Linked DNA regions of Xenopus tropicalis: region 2 is linked to region 1. A link is a contact called in public Hi-C data. All regions are on one chromosome and are shown on one strand. The core of a region is the stretch at or near the end of the contact, and the rest is flanking DNA. Distances in the headings are between cores, read along the strand shown. Region 1 overlaps syngr1 (synaptogyrin 1). Region 2 has its middle 14 kb from the start of mief1.

Region 1 (6,464 bases), core at 1,645-4,144:
AAGGAGGAGTTCTGGCTATTATGTTAGATATCTGCCCACTCCAGCCTTTATAGATTACATTTTTGCCTAACTAACTATGTTTTTTATTTTGTGCAGTCTGTCTATTTTACCCAATTTTATTTTAACACTGAACTGTTCGGCCTTATCACAAAATAGTAGATTTGGTACATCCCTACTTACTAGCAGTAACAATTTATAGTTAGGGTTATAAGCTCGCCAAACTCTTTTTGCTGTTGCTCCCAGTCGCCCCAAAGCAGGTGCCCATTTTAAATTTCTGACTTGGAGACAAGTTTTGGAGGCATAAGGGCCATGTGGACTGCCACGGAGAGCTTTCTGTAGGCTGCCATTGGCATTGGGCTACCAAATAACCAACCACAACCCTTATTGGTCACCGCTTTTTTCATGATTGTGTTGCTCCCCAACTGTTTTAATTTTTTTATGTTTATTAGTAAGGGGCTCACATAGATTTTGGCAAGGCTTCAATTTATTATTCAAATGATGGATGAAACTTCCTTTATTGCACACAGTTTTAGGGTTACCTTTTTGGGAAAGGGGTATCTACCCCTTAAAATTCCATTTTCTACTGAGTGGGACTGAAGCTATATAGCTGAAAATGAGCAGCTGGCCACCAATCCTACACTAATTTATGGGGCTGATTTACTTACCCACGAACGGGTCGAATGGAGTCCGATTGCGTTTTTTCGTAATGATCGGTACTTTGCGATTTTTTCGTATGTTTTGCGATTTTTTCGGATTCTGTACGAATTTTTCGGATCCAATACGATTTTTGCGTAAAAACGCGAGTTTTCCTATCCATTACGAAAGTTGCGTAAAAAGTTGCGCATTTTGCGTAGCGTTAAAACTTACGCGAAAAGTTGCGCATTTTTCGTAGCGTTAAGTTTTAACGCTACGAAAAATGCGCAACTTTTCGCGTAAGTTTTAACGCTACGCAAAATGCGCAACTTTTTACGCAACTTTCGTAATGGATACGAAAAACTCGCGTTTTTACGCAAAAATCGTATTGGATCCGAAAAATTCGTACAGAATCCGAAAAAATCGCAAAACATACGAAAAAGTCGCAAAATGTTCGTTTTCAAGTCGGAACTTTTCCAATTCGGGTCGGATTCGTGGGTTAGTAAATCAGCCCCTATGTGTCTGGCATTGCTGCTGCTTTTATGAGAGAGTCATTCATGAAAACAAAGAACACGGCTGAATGTTATGGTTTTATATGTAAATTCTTTATCCATTCTCTTTTTTCTTCAGGTCTTCTCCATAGTGGTATTTGGCTGCATTATTAATGAAGGATACATAAATGCTTCAACTGAAGCGGAAGAGCATTGCATCTTCAACCGAAATTCAAGTGCCTGCGCCTATGGGGTGACTGTAGGGGTGCTTGCATTCCTAACCTGCCTGCTGTACCTAGCAGTAGATGTCTACTTCCCACAAATAAGCAGTGTCAAGGACCGTAAAAAAACTGTCATATCGGATATTGCTGTGTCTGGTGAGCCGGAACTACCCTTGTCCATCATTTCCATCCATGTTCACTGTTGTCCCCTCATATGTCTGCTCATACCTTTCATTTTCTGAATAATGTCACATTACTGTAACAGGCTCATTAACAATGACTGACTTTTTTTAATTACTAAGATTAAGTCCATGTTACCCTGCTTTGATTTTTCATTTTACCCTCCCACTCTTCCATGTTTGCTCTGGAAGGTTCCATGGTGTGCATCTAAGCTTCCTATCCCTCTTGTATTTGCTTTGATTGGGATGTGTTAACATTTTTCTTTTTGTAACTGATTCACATAATTGATTTTAAATTGAACCCCTCGCCTCATCTCATCTTTCTGTTTATTCTCCCATTCTAGGTCTGTGGGCATTCTTTTGGTTTGTTGGCTTCTGTTTCTTAGCCAATCAGTGGCAGGTTTCCAACCCAAATGACAACCCCATGAATGAAGGAGCAGATGCTGCAAGAGCAGCCATCGCATTTTCCTTCTTCTCCATTTTCACTTGGGTAAGTAGATTTGTGTTTTTTATTCTACACTAAATAAGGGATAAGGGAAGCCAGTATAATTTGTTATGTATGCAGTATGTCGTTTAGGTGGTCCTTGTCACATAACAAATGCTCTTTTTAAGCAGCTACCCAGGTAACTGCACATGACATCCTTCAGCCTGACTGCTGTGGGTAATTAGAATTTTTGAATTAAGAAATGGATCTTATTTTCTTATAACTTTATCCCTCCCACAGGCCTTCATAGCAGTGCTGAGGCACCAGCATCTGAAAGAAATTGTCTTCCAGGAGGAGTACAACAGACTTTTCCCCCCTACCCCCCAGTCCTTCCCTTAATGTATGATTAACAAATGAAGGGGTGCACTGCTCTTCAATGCTTCAGCCTCTATGTGCCAATAATTTCTTTATTATAGTGTTTCAGGGTTTCTGTTGTAGTTATTTAACTATACTATCCACTAATGGGCTAGTATGGTGATGCTGATGCCAAAGCCTTTTTTATTGTACTCCCACAGATGTGGCGTGGTTTACATCCTGCAGCAATACACTGGCAGGACATGTACATATCAGTATTTTAGCATTTCGGGCAAAGCCTTAGAAGAGGCAGTCTAAAAAGTCTGCCTTAATGCCAAGATGAGATTGCAAACAAAACATGCCATATTTCCCATATACATGTGAATATTGCCAAGTTTTACATTGCACCTTCCATGTTCCAAAGAGCTCCAGTCTTTAGTATGGACTATGGTACCAGGGGAATTTGTCTGCTGTTGCCCTCAGACAGAAAACACTGAATACTCCAGGAGGGAAAGCACCCTGTCTGAAGCACACGGAGTGATCACAGGCAGACGTCCAGACATGAGCATACAATACAGTCATTGCTATTCATAGACAGCAAGCAGAGGGGGTGATTGTTCTCCACCTGAGGGCAGCCGCAAACAAAATTGCTCTGTGTGGCCTGTAAAGTCATTTTAAAATAATACAGATCACATAGTAAACTCCTTCCAGAAAAATATGTCTCTGCTTCTTATATTGTTTGCACACAGTTATGTCTGCTAACATTGGTGTAGTCTGACTGGAATTTCACTTGCTGCCCTGCACACATCTCTGTGGGCAGAAAGAATTATTGCCACTGTTTACACTATATAATATTTATTTGTTTATGTGCATCTCACTTCTGCAGTACATCACTTATCTCAGGAAGTAAATGCTGATAAAGGCCAAGGGAGAACAAATAAAGGTGCACTCATAGTTATTAGAAATATGTGAAACTTCTTTATTTTTAATTTTCTGATTTAACAAATACTAACCATGGTGATGGGTGTCTGTCTCTGTCTTCTCCTCCTCCTATGTCCCTTTTGTTCACCGCACATCCTCACCCACTTTACCCTCTCCTATCCGTTACACAAAGGCGGGACAAGCTGTGCTAGCCTATCAACGATACCGTCTGGGCTCCGACTCTGCGCTGTTTTCTCAGGACTACATGGACCCAAGCCAAGACCAAGGGCCTCCTTATCCCCCTTATGCCAGCAATGAAGACTTAGATCCCTCTGCAGGTTATCAGCAGCCTCCCTCAGATGCCTATGATGCTGGCTCACAAGGTTACCAGACCCAGGATTACTGAAGGCCCCCAAAAACAAATGTCCCTGGCTGAGATGTTAGGAACTCTTTGTGGTTTTTATTTCCTTTAAAGGCACTGGCCTCTTTGATAGCAAAAGGGTTACAAAACATTCTTATTTTTTACCATAGGGTGAGGGAGAGAGTATATTTATTTTTGGTTAGTTTAAAAATACTTGATTTTTCTTGCCTGTTATCATTTTGATTGTTATTTTTGGAATTATTGCAGTTTTGCCAATCCAATTCCTTGTGGTTTCCAGGTTTTTTTTTTTGTAACCATGCTATTTTTGTGTGTCTGTTTTCATTAAAATGATAGGACTTTTGCCCATTTCAATTCTTAGTATTCTCTGGGCCATAAAAACCCTTTCACTGGACAAATTTCTATATTGTAAATTATAACAACTTATTCCACATGCAGTTTAATTTAAATATAGATTCTACTAGAGAGTTAAGTGTATTTCTGTATTTATAGAGGGTTAGCAACAGAATACAGAAAAGAATATACCGGTAGCTTATTTATTAGTCTCCCAGACCCCATGAGATTTTCCTATGTTAGAGCTACAGCGAATGCAACACAAATGCAAATATATAGGGAAGCTATTATGTTTCAAATAGCTTAATTTCTTTAGAACATCTTTGGTGTAAAAACACAGTAGATATTTAACTCCCTCCGGACAGCAGCCATTCCAGTGGGAGTTACAAAAATAGGAGCCATGCGTTACATTATATATTTTATATAACAAGGTTTGCTTTAATATTTGCAGACTATAATATAATATATAGAACTTGCTAAGACCCAAATAGGTAAAATAGTACTTACTCACAAGTACTCCCAATTCAGTTGTAAAGTTCTGCGAGAATCGAGCAGTAGTTGTAGCACACTGAAGCTTTTGGTCTGAATCCCCGAGGATCAGAAGCGATTATGAGCCTTGGATTGGACCAGTCTCACACGATCTCTTGTTCTGAGTTCTAAAGCCTTTAACATATAAATATGCTAGTCTTCTGAATACCCATTTTCATATAAAAGCTATTTTCTATAAAGGTTTGGCGTTCTAAGATACTTTAGTTTAGTCATTGTTTGGTTTCCACAATTTTTGTTGCAAAATTTTTGATTCAGTAGAGAGTGAATGGGCTCGTGGCAAGAAAAGAAATTGTACTTTGTAAAATTGCTGCTATTAATTGCTGCATTTATTACTATTAATGTTATTTAGCCCTTTTGGCTTCACCCTGAAACTAATGGCACCTATGCCATTTTGCTTCCGTGCTTTAGCAAAAATATTGTCAAAAATACGTTTCCAAAAGATGACAGATATGGATTTCCACAGTAAAAAATATCACTGGATTAATGAATACATAAAATTACAAGACATTCTGTAATTTGTACAGGTAATATATACATATCCAGCCCATTTATTCATTAAAATGAAAATGTAAAATGATCTGTCCTTGATTACACAGAATTTGGCTGCAAATAAGAGCCATCTTTGACTAGCTCTATAGGGCTTAATTGGCAAGCATCATACATAATGTACTTTGAGCAATGTGTGGGATATATGAAGGTAATGTCCAATTAAGTAATTACCTGCTTAGTGTGATGTCCCTACGTGAGTAGTGCCAGGTTGTGTGTGACACACAAATACTATATGGTCATCAGGTGACACTACACCAACAATAAGATCAGTTGGTTCTCCAACAGTCGTAAAATTGCAGCTCTACTTTGCTCACTAGCTTCCGGCAGTAAGGGTGCAGGGAGTTCCACAACACAGATAGTTTGCCTTGATAGTGATAGTGGGACAGGATTTGGATTGCGCAAAAAGCAGAGAACAAAGGCCTTTTGTAATGCTTCCACAAATATCTATGTGTCTTGCTCAGCATTGTCATTTTCTAAAAGAAATAAATGGTACATGTGATATTAAATCCTGTTTAGCGTACAAGAGATAGTAAAGCCATGGAATATTTTGCACAGAAAATATCAAAGAGCTTTATTCAGGGACATTTGGTGTTACACTACTGATAACATAAAAGTATTAAAATATTTATCGTTTATTTTATTCATTTGATCTTGTTTGTTTTGTGCTAGAATCCTGTGCTTACAAAAAAGACTAAAAAAAAGTCCTATTCAAAACAAAAATATGCTATATATTAAGAGAATATCCCTGAGATTTACTTTTAACATATGTTAAATTATAAGGGCTTTACTTAATCAGTATATATCTGGGGGGGGGACGACAATACCACTTGCCTCACGTGAAGCAATTGTCATAGACACCAATGCCACAGTACCATCTTGTGGCCATATAGAGATGGTTCTATTGTTATAGTTGTGTTGCGTTATTCTGTTATTCATTTTTATACTTGAAAAGGATTATACAGATACATAGGTGAAATCCAGAAAGGACAGTGCTTTTCCTATAAAATAAAGTGATTATTGGCTTTTCTGGCATTCCCTCAATACCACTGTACTGATATGATGTTGGATGCAAAACACATAGCAGCAACTATGACTTCTGATGTATTGTGCACTTGCCATATAATTGTTTTATGATATGTAGAATATTGTTCATTTCAGGGTTTATTTACAAGAGGGGGATAACATTGAAGCTGTATATTTTGCACCTTCTGTATATACCAGCTTTAATTCCAGACAGATGTCATTGGAAGCTTTTTTGTATTGTCTTTAGAATTAATAAACAGAATAACATAGTAGTAGGCACAAGGGTCAGCCTCCCAGCTCCACCTTCACCTTCCTGTATGCATATAATTGTATGACATCATTCTTGGTGCTCAAAAAGTACAGTTTTGGTGATGTTTTTAAGACACATGCTTGTTTAGCTTTACAAAC
Region 2 (6,464 bases), core at 2,695-5,194, 150 kb after region 1:
ATTTGTATATGACAAGAAAACTTGAAAAATTAAAACCTGGTAAGCCGTGCCGATTCGCCAGATTGTGCAGTACAGCACACGCACCGATGATGTTGGCAACTTTGGTGGGGCTGTACATTAGGCTGCCTCCTGACTTATCGAGGCAGCGGAACCGGCTTTTGAGGACCCCAAACATCCGCTCAATCCCCGTGAGCGCGGCCTGTGAATAGGTGTTATGAGCCACCGACCGCACGGGTAGCCAGCATCTCTTGAAATAAAATAAGATGGAATAAGATGCTGCAAACAAATAAGCTGTTTCCAGTTTCCCTGTGTCAAAACACGGCCCTTTTGCAACAGATGTGACAGTGTGAGACTGATAGATACTGGCACTACAAGTAGCTGCTTTGACTCCCAGTGGCAAAAGAGGGCATTTTACACATTGCATTACAAGCTTATGGCAGGCAGGGACTGGTTTTACAATGGGACACACAAAGCAAATGTGGGCAAGTTGTGCTAGATAAGTGACACAAATACTTACCTAACAGCCACCCGTGAGGCATTTGTCCTGTCTCAAACGATTGGTAAAGCCCGGATTGTCTAAAGGTGGCCATACACGGACCGATTTTTTACATACAAACGACCGATTCCCGAACGATCCGATGCTATCGTTAAGTTATCGTATAGTTGGTGGTGTACGAACGATCGTCGGCCCACTAAACGAGCCGACATTATCGTCCCCAAAATTGATCGGCCAGGTTTAAAAATTTTAGTCGTTTAACGATAAAATCTGCCAGTTGGTGTGAGTGTCAGACATTTGTTTTTCAACGATTGTTCTCTGCGCATGTCACGATTGCCAGCAGCGGAAGTCAACGACATTCGATCGTACGTAGATGTACGATCGTACGTATTTTACGATAATGATGCGACTAAATCTTTCCCGAATTATCGTTGCCCGTGGATGGCATATCGTATGGGAACTCGATCGCCATACGATCGTTTGTCGATATAATCGTTCATCGCACAACGAGCGAAATCACCTCGTGTATGGCCACCTTTAGGATGTAAGCATCGTGAGAGGAGCCGGGGAACCCAGACACGATGCTCAAGATGTTCATACGGCCGTCACATACCACCACAAATTGTGGTAACCCATCCTGTTACGGAAAATGTGCTCCCTGTCTTGGGGGGGGTTAAGCGCCACATGGGTGCAATCGATTGCACCCAACACATTGGGGATGCCACTTACCCCATAAAAATCCCTCTTCACGGTGCGCCACTCGTTACGATGTTGTGGGAACGAGATGAAATTCCTGAACACCGAGCGGATGACGTCCAGGACCTGGCCAAGGCACCGTGAAAAGGTGGGCTGTGACACCCCCCCATAAACCCCACCCTCTGGAAGCTGACAGAGGCAAAAAAGTGCAGGGACCACAATAACTTGACCATCCAGGGGACAGTCCGGCTTCGGCGAGTCCGTGGTTCAAGCGCAGGCTCAAGCAGCTCATACAGGCTGGTGATTGCTGCCTTATTGAGCCTGTACCGCCTGACCACTTCATCCTCGCCTAAGCCCTCCAACGTGGCCCTCTCCCGGAACAGCCGTGGCTGCATTACACGGGAAGGCTGGGGGTGTTGCTGTGCCTCCTCCTCCTCCTTCAAATCAGCCAAAAATCCCACAACATACTCCATCTTAAAAAATGGGAAAATGTGCTCTGCCCAACACCTCCCCCCAATCAAGTGCTAAAATAGGCACACATTCCTGCGCTAATTAACGCATTTAGCGCTTTAGGTACTTTTGTGAATCATTACTTGGAAAACATTAGAAAATCACGACAAAAAAATCGCCAAAATATACCTAGTATATATTTGTGCGACTAAATATTTACCGCTACAGTACTGCATATTATGGCGACTAAATATTTACTGCTATAGTAGTGAAAATCCATACATGCCAAGAGTTTAGTAAAATTGAGTAAAAAGACACAGACTTGAATAAATAACACTGTAAGTCCATATTTTATTGCCAAAAGCTCATTAACTGTACTTTTCTATATTTATCGCCTGCCTGAAGTAGGTGTTAATTTTCGCACAGACTAATGCGATATTTAGCACGCCTTACTGTTTGTGAATCATTTTCACAAACATTCTTTTCATTCGCTAATTACCGCATTGCGATCAAATTAACGCGCGTGAATTAGCGCATGCGATGCACGACTTACCGCATGCAGTAATGCTGTAGTGAATCACGCGTTAATTGTCGCATCTTATTTAACGCAAAAAAACGTGCTATAAATTTTATCGCACTTTAGTGAATCAGCCCTATTGCATCTTATTTTTCGTGTCTTAACGCATGATTCACTAAAAGTATATTTGCGTTAATTTAGACGCGATGCTGTTTGCATTATTTAAGTCGCAAAGACTATTTTCGTGCGGTATTTGACGCAACGCGCACTAATTAACGCAGCGCGCACAAATTGTCACCGTGTGCGAAAAAACGCACGCCATATTAGCCATGCACGCCATTACTTTCAGAAAACTACTGTTCTGAAAATGCCCATTTCCCTGCAAACTGGAGGCTGCATCACTCTAGGGCCAACACAGACTTGAATAAATCCCACTGCAAAGTCCATATTGTGTTGCCAAAGCTCATGAACTGTACTTTTCTATAATTACCGCCTGCCCCAAGTAGGTGTTCATTTTTGCACAGACTAATGCGATATTTAGCTAGTTAAAATTAACGCATTCAGTTGCGCGCTATTTAATGCACGCAATATGCGACTTAACGCATGCGATAATACTTTAGCAAATTTTTTAGAGTCAATTTTAACGCAAAAAAGCATGCAATAACACTTATCGCACTTTTGTGAATCAACCCTTATGTCTGTCTTATTATCTGCTTTCTTGTGGGAGTAGAACAAGAGAAGGGATATGAAAGGTCACAAGGAAAGTGTAATCAGAAAGTCTGAGAACAATATGTCTCATGCAAGCTAAAACTGCTTATGAGGAACCACTTTATAATGTGGACTAGTCAAGATTTGAATGAGTGGGTGTTCTCTACCAAAGACGTAGTAAGGTACACCTTGGTGTATATGTTGATTGTATTGCCATATTCCCACCAGCATTCTCGATGGGTACTGTAGCCTGAAGTGGGACTGGGATTCAGTCTGGACTGGGATTCAAAGTAGTTCTTGGCATACAAGGTGAACAGAGGCCTAAACAGCCCCCGTCAGCCCAATAAATAGTGAATAGTGACTATAGCATCTTACAGCAGCCCCTCTGGCATTAGTCAAACTCCTCAGATTGCCTGAACGTAGGAATAAAGGCTCTTCTGCCTACTGAACCATGCCTGACTGAGGATTACAGAGGTGACTGCTGCAGATCCTTACTATGTACCTAATGGCACCTGTGCTGCCAGAGCTATCCTAACTGTCTGCGCTATCCAAACTAGCTATGAATGTGTAAGTTCATACACATCCCAGGAAAAGTCCCTCCTCCACAACAGACAAAAACCTATTGTGATGGGTTTGCCTAGCTAACACTCAGTGAGACCAATAGCACCACCAACATCAATCTTGGCTGGATCATGTAAAGGGAAAGAGACCTGTCATTCTCTCTTGACTACACTGAACAGTGAACATACCAAACCATGCATAATGAAACAGTGAGGGAAAAGAAAACAAATGACAGCACCAAGAGACAATGCCCCCCACTTATTCAAACAGAGCGTGGAAAACTGGAGAAAAGAAAAAATGATCCCTCAAAGCTGATAACATCTAAGGAAATGTATAAGTGAAGGCTACACTGGCACTTCATGGATACTTAGAAGCCACATTGCCCTCAAACAAGTATACTTTAGCAATCCCGAGAAGAACTTAGCCGAGACTGTGTCAATACTTGCTGGGATTTAATCCCTGCACTGTTCTCTAAACTGCTGGTGCATTTACCAATTGAGCCACTGGAGGTCCTTTGTGCAGCCCAGTTTGTTTAATAAAGTGGAACTGGCTTCTGTTATCGGCCCTCCACCATGTAGGCCTGAAAAATTCCAGCCCTCAATACCACAGACGCTGCACAGCACTGCCCTAAACTATCCCAATGAGATCCTTTCTCCGATAACTGATCCCTCAGGTTACAGGATTGTGAGAAATTCCTCATCAGCAGTGCATTTCCGGCGAAACCTAAGGCCCTGACCTCAGAGAACACTTGTTAAAATATTTGTGGTTTGATGTGTCTGCCTTTAACATGGAGTTCTCTACAAACAGTTTGTAATAAATCCGTCACAGTACAAATCCTCTTAACTGTCAACCACAGATCCAAAATAATGGCATTAAGAAAGGTATTCATTCCATTTCTCCTACATAATGTTTTTTAGGGTAGTGCTCCACACTTTGTAAATGACCCTTTATATGCCACGTAGTGTTTTTTATACTATTGGAACCCTTTACCGAGCACCCGAGGTATGTTATGTAAAGGTGTGCCATCCTTTGTGTATATATATATATATAGAGTAGCTGTAGAGAGAGTCCGCACTCACAGGTCTTAAGAAAATATAGCACTAAAATATAGCACTAATCGGTGCCGTTGCTTTTGCTCTGTATGGAGCGCAGAGTCCCCTCCCACGGCCATACCATTGCACCGACATCTTTCCTTTCTCATTACCTCACTCTGTCCTCTCTACTTTGTCTCTCCTCAGTTACTATTTTACATCTTTCTCTTTTCTTCCCATCTGCCTCTTCTATTCCCTTTGTCCTAGCTTTACTACAAATAAGCGTACCGATTCCCCATAAGGCACACCATATAATGCATTATTTGACAGTCATGTCAGTCATGTCAGGCAATACATGCTGCACAGAACAGACATGTTACTTACTCATTTTCAGCAACTCCTTGATGTATATTTGCCCTACTGTCCCTCATTATTTCTTATTCCTTGGGCCAGTTCGATTTTGTACATTTATAAACTTATAACTTGGGGATGTCTTTGCGACATGTGTGAGTTGCAGTTCAGCACTAGATACATATGCGGGCTTTTTTAATACACACCCACTTTTCCTTTCCCCTGACAGTCCTTTTGTTTGTGTTCTATGCCTAATCCATATTATCTTAACATTTTTTGTTGATTCAATGTGTTTTGAGAGCGGTTTTTCACACTGTATGCTAATGTATTCACACCTATGACGTCATTGTTTGGCGCCAAATTCGTTTTTTTCAGTGCACCATTGTTTGTTTCACATTGTCTTTGAGAAAGGCTGTGGATGCAGCCGAAACGTTAGATGTTGATTTGAATAAAACCTCTATATTTTCTTAAGACCTGTGAGTACGGACTCTCTCTACAGCTACTCCATCTATTATTTTGGGACTGCACCCAGGCTCCCTTGGACCTACTTATACGTGAGTGCCTGTCTTTTTGCAATATATATATATATATATACTGTGTATATATATATAATACACAAAAATCGGCACTCACCACATCAAAAACACTCGCCGGGTGCTGACCAGAAAAATAGAAAGCACATTGATAGAAAGCACTCACGGCATCCAAATATAGGAAAAAATCTGTTTATTAAATCACCGCATCTACGCGTTTCGATCCCCACAGGATCGTCATCAGGATGGGGGAGGAAGTGAGGTGCGTGTATAAATACAAGAATTAACCAATCGGTGCTCACAAGCAATTTTCATATTTAACCATAATGTGAACTTATATAGTTTCAATTTTAAATGTGATAATATTCACCAAAAAAGGAACATGATCACATAACCCCAAATATGAGAGACCCAAATATCATAAGTGGATATTTGAACATCAGGTTCATTTAAAATATAAAATGTATAAATCACCAGTGTGAATTAGTATATAACACCATAATATCACAATCCTTAGCAGCATTTATAACAATGTCAATATAGATATCAAGGCTAGCCAAGGGTGAACAAAGCCTGGTAGTAAAAAATTCTAGAGCCATCCACCAAAAGAAGTGAGAGTATAGCATAGTGTCATGTCACCTGGTGAAACTAATTACAATATATGACCATCTAACAGGGTCAATTAAATAAAGTGAAGATGTGCACGTAAATATATAGGGACTTGTTTAAAACATTAAAAATCATCAACCTTATCAAGGATAATAAAAACACAGTAGTATCAAAGATCTCAAGTGGGAGGAATCAATATAAGGTATATCAATGTTGGCATCAACGAGCTATATAAATGAGGATGATAAGTTACGCTGCTTCCATAGTAATCCAAGCAAATTCATAGAAGGCGAGAACATTTCATTAAGTCCACGGGGGGCAACAGTGTCCAATCTTCGGATCCATTGGGCCTCCCTTTGTAGAAATAATTTGGACCGATCCCCACCACGTGAAAGAGGGGGGATATGGTCAATCAAAATAGCCCTTAACATGGGCAACGAATGTTTCTGTTGTACAAAATGTCTCGCAAGAGGGATATCAGATTCACCAGAGGCCAAAGCTGCACGAATCAC

Evidence for each region. A called contact is a pair of places that touch in the nucleus more often than the background predicts.
Region 2: a Hi-C map of tailbud embryo shows a contact between it and region 1, with 2.3 times the contacts expected there. The contact joins two enhancer-like sites. A contact is called at or near these places in 2 of 5 Hi-C or Micro-C datasets (brain and tailbud embryo).

The regions. Positions count from the first base shown.
Region 1 is chr4:120,862,602-120,869,065 of UCB_Xtro_10.0, forward strand. syngr1 (synaptogyrin 1) reads left to right here. Exons shown (of 4, transcript NM_001016195.2): 2 at 1,264-1,501; 3 at 1,869-2,014; 4 at 3,417-3,945. The coding sequence ends at 3,629. Among named protein-coding and RNA genes, the nearest start is that of tab1, 11 kb to the right of the region's middle. Within about 2 kb of position 2,895, at least 1 of the 11 cell types and tissues checked has an H3K27ac peak or open chromatin away from gene starts, as enhancers often do.
Region 2 is chr4:121,007,202-121,013,665 of UCB_Xtro_10.0, forward strand. No RefSeq gene overlaps it. Among named protein-coding and RNA genes, the nearest start is that of mief1, 14 kb to the right of the region's middle. Within about 2 kb of position 3,945, at least 6 of the 11 cell types and tissues checked have an H3K27ac peak or open chromatin away from gene starts, as enhancers often do.